Linked DNA regions of Mus musculus: region 2 is linked to region 1. A link is a contact called in public Hi-C data. All regions are on one chromosome and are shown on one strand. Each heading gives the region's core, a stretch centred on a gene start, on an enhancer-like site or on the middle of the called end of the contact. The rest is flanking DNA. Distances are from core to core; before and after follow the strand shown.

Region 1 (5,037 bases), core at 755-3,254:
CACTGTAGCCTCAATAGGGACTTGGAAAATGCAGGATCCACTGGAAGGGGAGGTCCCAGGAAGGAGAGAAACGCTGGAATGGAAGATGGGTAGAGAACCTAAGGCACTTGACCCTGGACAGCCTTTCCGATGCTCACGTGGGTGGATCCCACCGTGGCACCACAGTTATGGCACCAGTAATTCCCTGTCACAGCAATGAGGGCATCAATCAGATGACACCGAACACCAGGCTCATAATCCCACGTGGTTGATGCAATGTACAATTTTGGTTAAAATCTCCTTCTCGACCCACTTCTGGCCAACCTACTACTTTCAGAGTTTCTTACGTGCTCTGCTTGACCTGCGGTAGTGTGGGTCAGATCATGTGTGGGGAGATGGCTTGGCACAGTTTCTTCTAGCCTCTGGGTTGATGCAGGTTGGGGTTCGTTGAAAAATGACTTGATCATTTGTCATTTGGGCTTGAGCTGAATTGAGAGCCTGAGAAGGAACCAGGGCACATTCCCAAGTCAACAAGTCTGAATGACAAGATTCGTGTGATCGGTTTCAGCACACACCATATGGTCAGAAGCCAAACGTCCATGCAACTGTTCAAGATTTCCGTGGGGGAAAAAAGATTTTTATATGTTTAAAGAGTGGCTTTTAGCTTTACCTAACTCTTGAACCTCTGTGGGCAAAAGTATATTGCTATCAATGTTTTTTTTCTTCCAACTCTCCCCAGGGTATTTGTATGTAATAATTAGCTCTCTATAATGTACACATCAAAATGTTAGTGGGCTTACTATCAAGACCTATTAAAACTTGCTTTGTGGGTTATTTTATAAAAACAGTTTTATTTGTAAGACATTCTCGGTCCGTGGCAGACACTCAGCACAGAACATAAGTCACAGACATGTGCAAAGCTCTGAGCTCAGGACATATTGGCACACAGATCTCCAGTGTTCTGAGGTGTCACACAGATCTCCAGTGTTCTGAGGTGTCACACAGATCTCCAGTGTTCTGAGGTGTCACATAGACTTGGGCTGTTTTCTGGTTTGGCACCAACTGGCTATGTGACAACACCAAACTCCTTAGCTCTCTTCTCTTCATGCCTGGCGGGGCGTGGGGTAGGCTGGGGATGAGAGTGGAAGACAAATGACCCCTGTGCATCTATCCATCTCTGGCTATTTTTCTTTTTTGTTTTTTTGTTTTCCATGAAAATTAATCCTGACTTGTCCAACTGCCCCACTGTGTGTCTCTCAGAGGCTGACATACACACATGTTTTAAAACTCAAATGTGTACCTTCTACCCTTATTTTTAAGCCATGGTGGCAATCTCTGCCCTAAACTCAGTCCAGCGCTTCATTCCAGAATGATTTCTGTTGTGTGATAGTTGGCTAGGAAAGTATTTTCAAGTCTTTTTAAATTATAGGACAGCATCTCCTCCTCTTCAGGCTTCCAAACTGTAAACATGACCATAATCTTTGACTGTTATCCAAGGCTTTGCTAAAGCTTTAGACAGCAGATATCAAAATCAACCAGCTTTATGCATTGGCTTTACTGTTCTATAAAAATCTTCTGGCAAGCTTCAATATGCTGGTATAACTATAACACGGGGTTTGGGGGGAGAAGACCCCCCATTAATAGGAGAACTGAAGACCAGGCTAACAGGTTTGTTGATGCACTAATATAGAATAATCTCTGCTAACTATAATTAACTCATATGCTCCTGTCACAGGTTGACTCTCCAAATACTTGCCCGTCACGACTGATATTCTTCTGTGAGACGTGAGCAGATGCTCCAACAACTGTCTGGAGCCTTGGAGTGTGTGCCCTTATCCTTGGCAGGAGAAGCGTCTATTTTTAGGAAGGTATTTTGACACTTTACCTCTTGGCTACATTGTCTTTTTAAAAAAAAAAAAAAAGAACCGTCCCAGTGAATAGTCTCCCACTCCCTACAGGGCTACAGGGCGTGCAGAGACACTCAGCCTGAGCTTGTTCGCTGGCAGTCAACTGGCCCAAGACCAAAGCAGCTAATCAGCTCCGGGTTTATTTTGGGGTTGGAGGGTGGTGGGGGTGGGGTGGGGAGGAGATACCTTCTCACACACTGACAGCCTTTCTCTCGGCTTCCTCTCCTACAGGCTGTCCTGGTTAGCTTGACAATTGTCTTGGGACTTCCAATCAAGGTTCCTCTCTGTGAGAAGGAACATGCCTCATGCTGGCTTTTTTTTTCTGAGGACTTTTTCAGAAGGGACCAAAAACATTGTTTCTCTCGTATTCCTGAAAACCGCCTGACTGCTCCGTATTTAGCTCAGGAGAGAGTTAGGGAGGCTGTTGCTGCTGTGCTTTGGGGGGGTGGGGGGGGGATAGCTGGGAACCACGATGAAGAAGCAGCCGTGGCAAACGAGCCAAGTCGAAATGTCTAATTGACATGTAAACAAGAAATGAAAGCAAAGGCATCTCTATAAAACAAAGCAGGACAGAGTGATACCAAAAAGAGACCCACCTAAGCTGGTGAGAACACATGAAGTCACAGCAGAAACGCTGAACTCAGAGCTTCTCCTCTGGGCCCCCGGGGAAGGGCTATGGCACACTTTGCTGACCTGATTCTTGGTTTCCTAGAAATTCATCCTCCCTGTGTTCTCAAGCCCTAAGTCCACAACACAACGGTAAGCGAGGGTAGCGTAAAAACCATCAGGCTGAGGGTAAGGACATTTGCCTACAGCAGGAGGTGCCTTCAGAAGACAAAGAAGAGAAGCCCACTGTTAATGCTGTTTATAGTAAATATTAAAGAAAAAAATTTACAGAGTAGCAGCTGTCAAGTTTTCCTGATATGTAACAAGGTTTAATTTGTTTTGGGGCACTGTGGAAGTCTTAACTTGTTTGCTGGTAAATTTTTTTTCTTAGTGTTTTTCTTTTTAAGGCTCATGAGTTCTCCCCTAACGGATTCTTGAAGTCAGCCACCAGAAGTAGAAAGTATTCAGAAACCCTCTAACATTGTCCCAAGTGAAGGCAGGTCCCTTATGAGGAATCTACATACACTGTTGAGAACCTTATCATGTGTTCAGTCACTTTGGCAAAAACCAAAATACCCCCCCCCTCCTCCCAATCTCCTCAAACTAAAAATCGATCAAATGAACTCCCTCCCCAGAAACAAATAGCTTTTAGGTTGGTCATGTAGTTATCAAATATGATTGATGGCATTTGCTGAGACTCTAGTCGGTGCCAGCAAGGCTGGAGGAGAGAGCAGAGAATTTCCTAGACTTAGAGAATTTTTTTTGGCATTGTCTCCTAAACAATCACACTAAGACCTCCATGTATTGACAGCTCGAAGATTCCAAGAGAGATAATCTGTTCTAAGATTTGGAAAATAATGATGGAGAATCAGGACATTTCCTGAGGATAAATGGCCAGCTGGAGAGAATTAACTCTCAGCCTTAAGTTCAACCCAGTGCCATTAACCCGCCCAGTCCCTGGGCTCGAGCTAGACCGGTGGCCCTGTTTACAGGACACATGCAACTTCCCTGTGGGGGAACCAGAGTGAGGACGACGATTGTTTGTAGAGAACTTATTTCATAAGTTTGAGACTCTCTGGGAATAGCAAGTGTGACTCGTAGGGAAGTTTAATGTTGTTACTGGTGACTGGAGCTGGCCAGGCTGCTCCAGCAGGCGGCAGGGTGGAGACCTGGCACAAGGCCTCTGTCTGTTCATTGTGCCAACAATCCCTGAGCTCGGTGCCATGAGCTTACTGCAGCTCAGCAGATCTATAATCGCAGGCCAGAAACCTACCTTGGCAACCTTTTGAAACTTCTGTCACAATCCTTGGAGAAGCAGCAGAGAAGCAACTGAAGTCAGCTAGGGGGGAAAGAGAGGAAAGAGCAGCTGCCTTGGTGGAGCCATCCTAGAGTAAGAGTTATTACTTTTTGAGGTCTTGGCAATTACACTTCAAAGCCAAGCAGCATCGTCAAAATTTCCCTATTTTCTTTTAATCATTAATGCTACCCTCTATTTGATATTCTTTCAAAGCCCGGCATTCCACAAAGCAAGCGATTAGCAATTCTTACTCCAGAGACAAGCAGAGCAGCAATGGGAAGAAGGAGGTTTCAGTCTTTGCATGGGTTTCCCTCCTGTGACTGGGACGATATTGCTACTTGAGCTCTTTGACTGTAAGTCCAGTGCAATGTATACATCATTTGCATTTTCCCAAAGTCTTAGCAGTCAAACGGAGCACGTTTTAAATGGTAGAAAAACCTTCACTCCAGCATCACAGCCTTGAAAAACTCACATCTTACTTTTTAAATTAAATGGGGTTTCAAAATGGTATGTCTAAGTATATAAATGGATAACTGGGGGGGGGGGTACAATTACTTAAAAAAATCATTCCCTCTTGCATTTATAATACATTTTAGAGTGAGCAATGAATATTTTATGCAGAACCTATTTTCAACCCGAAGATGGTTTACATTTAAAATTCTCTATTCAAACGTGTTCCCACAAAGAGAGCGACCCATTGTCAGCTCTCCATTGTTTCCATGTCCAGGCTGCTGTCAGAAGGGAGCATTCGGTGATATTCCAGGAGCGAGTTTTCATTTGTTCAAGAAACTGGTAGAGCCCATTTATGCTAATGTGTTATGCTTAGCTGACCTTTGATTCCACACGTGACTGCACAAGCAAATAACCAGCAAAGATGGACGCTTGGCATTGAGCTCTGGGCTCTGGAGCGGGAGATTCAGGTTAAAATAGGATTTGTTGCTATAGGCTCTTCTTGCTTAGCTTTCACAGAAAATGGCGGGCGTGTGAGTGGTGTGGACAAAGACTTGAGAAGGGATAATGTATGCTGAGTGCTGTCTGCTGTAGTGGGTGCCCTTGACCTAGCTCCTGTGCTCTGAGGTGTCCTTCCTTTCCCCTGTCCTCTCTTGGGGAAGTTTGGGACTCCCTGCTTTTGGTACAAGAATAACTGAGCTGAAAGCTGTCTTTCATCCAGCAAGACCCAGAACACATAAATACCTTCTATCAGAAGCCACCTGACCCTCAGGAGCTAGTTAGTGCTCACTGTATTAT
Region 2 (5,053 bases), core at 166-2,665, 310 kb after region 1:
TCTGTGATAGAGTGCTTGCCTAGCAAGTCTATGGCTCTAGGTTCAATTCCTACCACCCTTAAGTAAATAAGCAAAAGGTTCTCTAAGAATCATATATATTGCTGCCTACTTAGTATAACATGTGTGTGATTAAATGAGATGAATGATAACTCAATCTTTACAAGTCTTTACAAAAGAGAAAGGTCTGTTAAGAATATTCTTGTGATGCAAATTTACACTGAAGATAAAATAAACAGGCCAGGTATTTGAGAAATACAAGAAAGCAGTTGATCTGCAAGTTTGTCTCCAAGTGAGAGTTGTTCTCCGAGTTGGTAAAAAGAATGACAACTTACAACCATCTACAAAACTAGTGAAAACATCAGAAAACCTATTTGAAATAACAGATTGATCCTTACTTTAGTTAACAATGATTCTTGTCCTAATATAATTTCCTTGATATATAGGTCTATTAATATATAAAGCCTATATGATTAGTAAAACTTTAAAGATGTTCGTTTCATTTTATCCTATTTATTTAAATATCCTGGGCTCTGTTTATTATTATATGTATGTATATACATATATATACACATATATATATACATATAATAATATATGCATGTATACATATATGTATATACATATATTATATATGCATATATATTATACACATATAATAATATATATTATTATATAGTATATTGTGTTTATAATATACACATTTATATAATATACACATTGTATATTATATATACATATATGTGCATATATCATTTACAAATAAACCCATGTACATCTATTGATATCATAAAAGAAAAAAAGTGGAGCCAAAGCTACGTACGGTGAAGTGCAAGCATGACTGAGCAAACCATCTTGCAGCTTTTGAAGTAGAAATTTACAAGGCACATTGGCTTCCTAGTTTGGACAAGCTACTGAAATACCTGATGGGATCTTATGGTGCATACCTGGCAGAGAGTGCCTGCATCAGAATTCTCAGAGATCTGAGGACAGACTTGGTTGCTCTGAGTCCCCATTGTTCAGTCAAAGCTGCCTAGAATCTCCTGCTGTTCTTGGGGTAGGCTGGGACAGTCTGGTCTGAGCCACAGCACATGGTTGTCTCTGGCCATATGCTTGGTAGACCATTATCTTCTAGCTGAGCCCCACATTACTTTGGTGGGAGTTCCCCACCCCCATCCTCAGACCAAGTCACAGACAGTCAGGAAGAAAACGTCACACAAATAGGAAGCATTATTTTAGGAAGCAAATCTCTGCTACTCTGAAGCTTTTGCAAAGCTCCGTCTATAGGTGACACGCCCGACACATCTGCTTTTGTGTGTGGGAGACAGTCTATATTTATCATTCAGGATGAGTCACCTTGCAGCAGAGCAGGGTCTACTTCAGTCTTTGTGTTTAGATGGCTCTTGGGTAGAATGTGCTGTAGTGGTTAAGCTTTAAGTTGTACATATCTGGCTTCCTGATAGTCTGCTACAGAGAGCAACTATAGCTATGGAGGTAAAAAAAAATCTCCCTCCTGCTTTCCCCTTTCTCTCAGGCTGACTTTAAAGATGTAACTGGAGAGGAGGTGCTTCAACGGATGCTGGGGAAACCAGGTGGCCTTTGAATGTGGCCAAGGAAGAAGAGAATAAACATAAATGTAAGAGAGGCCACAGAAATGTTCTGAACTGGCAGAGGAGCAGCTCTTGCCCGTCACTAAGCATCCAGTGTAGCTGAAAGCAGATTCTTAGTGCTGCTCTCAGACAGGACCCCAGGATGTCAGCTGTGGTGTGAGGCAGCGAGCAAAATGGTGGGAAGCAGAGGAAGGCACGAGTGCAGAGTCCTCGTGAACGTGAGGAGGTGACATGAGCCCACTAAGGCAAGGACCATACCCTCAAACCCATGGCAGAATGACAAAGTCCCCTCCCACATCAGGGGACTGAAGCTCGGAGGGTGACAAAGTCTTCTGTGTGCAAGTGTTGACAGTGTGTGCATACACTGCCCACCTTAGCTCTCTCCTTTGAATAGTTACAGTCTTAAGACTGCTCCCCTACAGCGACTGAGCATACTGAAAATAGTTGAACCTGTCCTTGATGCAGCTATATGCATAAATCCTGCCTCCTAGTATCTGTCTTAATATCCCCACCCCCTGTTCAACTTATATAATAAACCTGCAGAGCTACTGTGGTCCTGTGCCTTTTCCATCTGAGAGACTTGTGTACCAGATCCTTGATTGTCTGTGTGTCTGTGTGCCTATGTGTCTGTGTCTCTGTGTCTTTGTGTCTGTATGTCTATGTGTCTGTGTGTCTGTATGTCTGTGTGTCTGTGTGTCTGTGTGTCTGTATGTCTATGTGTCTGTGTGCCTGTATGTCTATGTGTCTGTGTGCCTATGTCTGTGTGACTGTGTGCCTGTATGTCTGTGTGTCTGTATGTCTGTGTGTCTGTATGTCTATGTGTCTGTATGTCTGTGTGTCTGTGTGTCTGTGTGTCTGTGTGACTGTGTGCCTGTATGTCTGTGTGTCTGTATGTCTGTGTGTCTGTATGTCTGTGTGTCTGTGTGTCTGTATGTCTATGTGTCTGTATGTCTGTATGTCTGTATGTCTGTATGTCTGTATGTCTGTATGTCTGTATGTCTGTATGTCTGTATGTCTGTGTGTCTGTGTGTCTGTGTGTCTGTGTGACTGTGTGCCTGTATGTCTGTGTGTCTGTATGTCTGTGTGTCTGTATCTATGTGTCTGTATGTCTGTGTGTCTGTGTGCCTGTGTGTCTGTGTGTCTGTGTGACTGTGTGACTGTGTGCCTGTATGTCTATGTGTCTGTGTGTCTGTATGTCTATGTGTCTGTATGTCTGTATGTCTGTGTGTCTGTGTGCCTGTATGTCTGTGTGTCTGTATGTCTATGTGTCTGTGTGTCTATGTGTCTGTGTGTCTATGTGTCTGTGTGCCTTTCTTTCTTTAGGCTTCTTCCTCTAAAGAGGGAACTGCTGGAAAATGTCCCCTCACCCTAACCACCACCCACAGTGAGCAGTCTATTGAGAGGCTGGAGCTGGCACCCAGTGGCACTTGGAAAAAGTCTGTCCCATACCCTGGAGCTGTCCCTCTGCAGCCAAGGACACAGTGTGATCCTTTCCTATTGTGGGTTGTCAAGCACAGACTGTTCCTGGCTCCCATTACATTTGAGTTTGTCCAATTTTTTTTTCAGGTCACTTGGGATGACATCTGGGACCCCCACCTCCTTCCTCTAATCAACATTGACAATTTTTCTTCTTTTCCCGGGCTTATCTTTTTTTCTCCCATTCTTGGCTAAGGATTCTCACTGAAGCTGAATCAGCTGGAAAAGGCACGGATGAAATTGTTCTAGGTTTGTGTGGGGAATGAGCCTTAGCAATACCTGTATTAGTCAGGGTTCTCTAGAGTCACAGAACTTATGGATAGTCTCTATATAGTAAGAGAATTTATTGATGACTTACGGTCGGCAGCCCAATTCCCAACAATGGTTCAGTCGCAGCTGTGAATGGAAGTCCAAGGATCTAGCAGTTACTCAGTCTCACGTAGCAAGCAGGCGAAGGAGCAAGAGCTAGACCCCCTTCTTTCAATGTCCTTATATTGTCTCCAGCAGAAGGTGTAGCCCAGATTAAAGGTGTGTTCCTTAAACTCAGAGATTTAATCTTCTGGAATCCATAGCCACTATGACTCAAGATCTCCATACCAAGATCCAGATCAGAAATTTCTATCTCCAAGCCTCCAGATTAGGGTCACTGGTGAGCCTTCCAATTCTGGATTGTAGTTCATTCCAAATATAGTCAAGTTGACAACCAGGAATAGCCACTACAATACCCTATGTTTTCAGCTCCCTGTTTTCACTCTAGCCTTCAGGAAGATCTGGGAGGTGAGTGTAAGGATGAGCTGACATCTTCCAGTACGGTGGCTTCTCTAGCCCCTTTCTCATTAAAAAGGAGGTCAGGGCCATTAGTCTCCATGATCAATTTTGTGGTCTGAGTTGGTCGTGTGATGATGTAAATGGCCTTAACTGCATGGTTTGATCATCCCAAGTGTGTCCCGTCCTTCCAGCTGGGTAGGCAACATTGTCTTTATCCTCACTGTTCCCAGACTCTTCCTACCCACTCTTTTCAGTTTGAATACGAGTTCCTCCTAAAATGTAAACATAATTTGGATATTGTCCCGTATTGGTCTACCACTAACCCTCAAATTTGTCTACAGGGTTTTGTTTTTGTTTTTTGTTTTTTGTTTGTTTGTTTGTTTTTTCCGCATCTTGAAACGTGAGGAAATAGGAGAGGCAAGGCAGGATATGAGAAGAACCAGTTCAGTGAAAGACTGCAGTCTCTAAGCAGAAGCAGTGGTACCTTACTCCGAGCTAACCGAAAGCTTTCCCGTTCGTTGTGAGAGAGCTGCAGCGGAGGAATGGACAGCAAGGAACAGAGTACTGAGTCTCCAGTATTACTTCTTTTTATTGGATATGTTATTTATTTACATTTCAAATGTTAACCCCTTTCCCGGTTTCCCCTCTGGAGCCCCCCATCGCATCCCTCCTCCCCTTGCTTCTATGAGGGTGCTCCCCAACCCACTCACTCCTACCTCACCTCCCTGGCATTCCCCTACACTAGGGCATTGAACCTTCACAGGACCAAAGGCCTCTCCTCCCATTGATGTCAGACAAAGCCATTTTCTGCTGTGTATGTGGCTGGAGCCATGGGTCCTCCACGTGTATTCTTTGGTTGGTGGTTTAGTCCCTGGGAGCTCTGGAGGGGGTGTGTTTCTGGTTAGTTGATATTGTTGTTCTTCCTATGAGGTTGCAAACCCCTTCAGCGCTGTCAGTCCTTTCTCTAACTCCTCCATTGGGGACCCCACACTCAGTCCAATGGTTGGCTTTGAGCCAACTGCCTCTGTATTTGTCAGGCTCTGGCAGAGCCGCTCAGGAGACAGCCATATCACGCTCCTGTCAGCAAGCACTTCTTGGCATCATCCATAATAGTGTCTTGGTTTGGTGTCTGCATGTGGGATGGATCCTCTGGATGGCCTTTCCTTCAGTCTCTGCTCCATTCTTTGTCCCTGTATTCCTTT

Evidence for each region. Hi-C and Micro-C count contacts between places; a contact is called where the count stands out from the background.
Region 2: a contact with region 1 is called in a Hi-C map of cerebral cortex, with 2.0 times the contacts expected there. The contact joins two enhancer-like sites. A contact is called at or near these places in 1 of 484 Hi-C or Micro-C datasets (cerebral cortex) and 1 of 115 datasets of contacts at active chromatin or transcription factors (embryonic stem cells).

What each region holds. Positions count from the first base shown.
Region 1 is chr15:93,696,602-93,701,638 of GRCm38.p6, forward strand. It overlaps Gm41387 (a long non-coding RNA gene), which reads left to right. Exons shown (of 3, transcript XR_875601.1): 2 at 1,715-1,847; 3 at 1,938-2,045. It overlaps Gm41386 (a long non-coding RNA gene), which reads right to left. Exons shown (of 7, transcript XR_875596.1): 6 at 3,766-3,831; 7 at 814-1,108. Among named protein-coding and RNA genes, the nearest start is that of Gm30339, 7.3 kb to the right of the region's middle. Within about 2 kb of position 2,005, at least 42 of the 459 cell types and tissues checked have an H3K27ac peak or open chromatin away from gene starts, as enhancers often do. A contact at or near this core is called in cerebral cortex, where this site is marked.
Region 2 is chr15:94,010,351-94,015,403 of GRCm38.p6, forward strand. No RefSeq gene overlaps it. Among named protein-coding and RNA genes, the nearest start is that of Gm30609, 50 kb to the left of the region's middle. Within about 2 kb of position 1,416, at least 36 of the 459 cell types and tissues checked have an H3K27ac peak or open chromatin away from gene starts, as enhancers often do. A contact at or near this core is called in cerebral cortex, where this site is marked.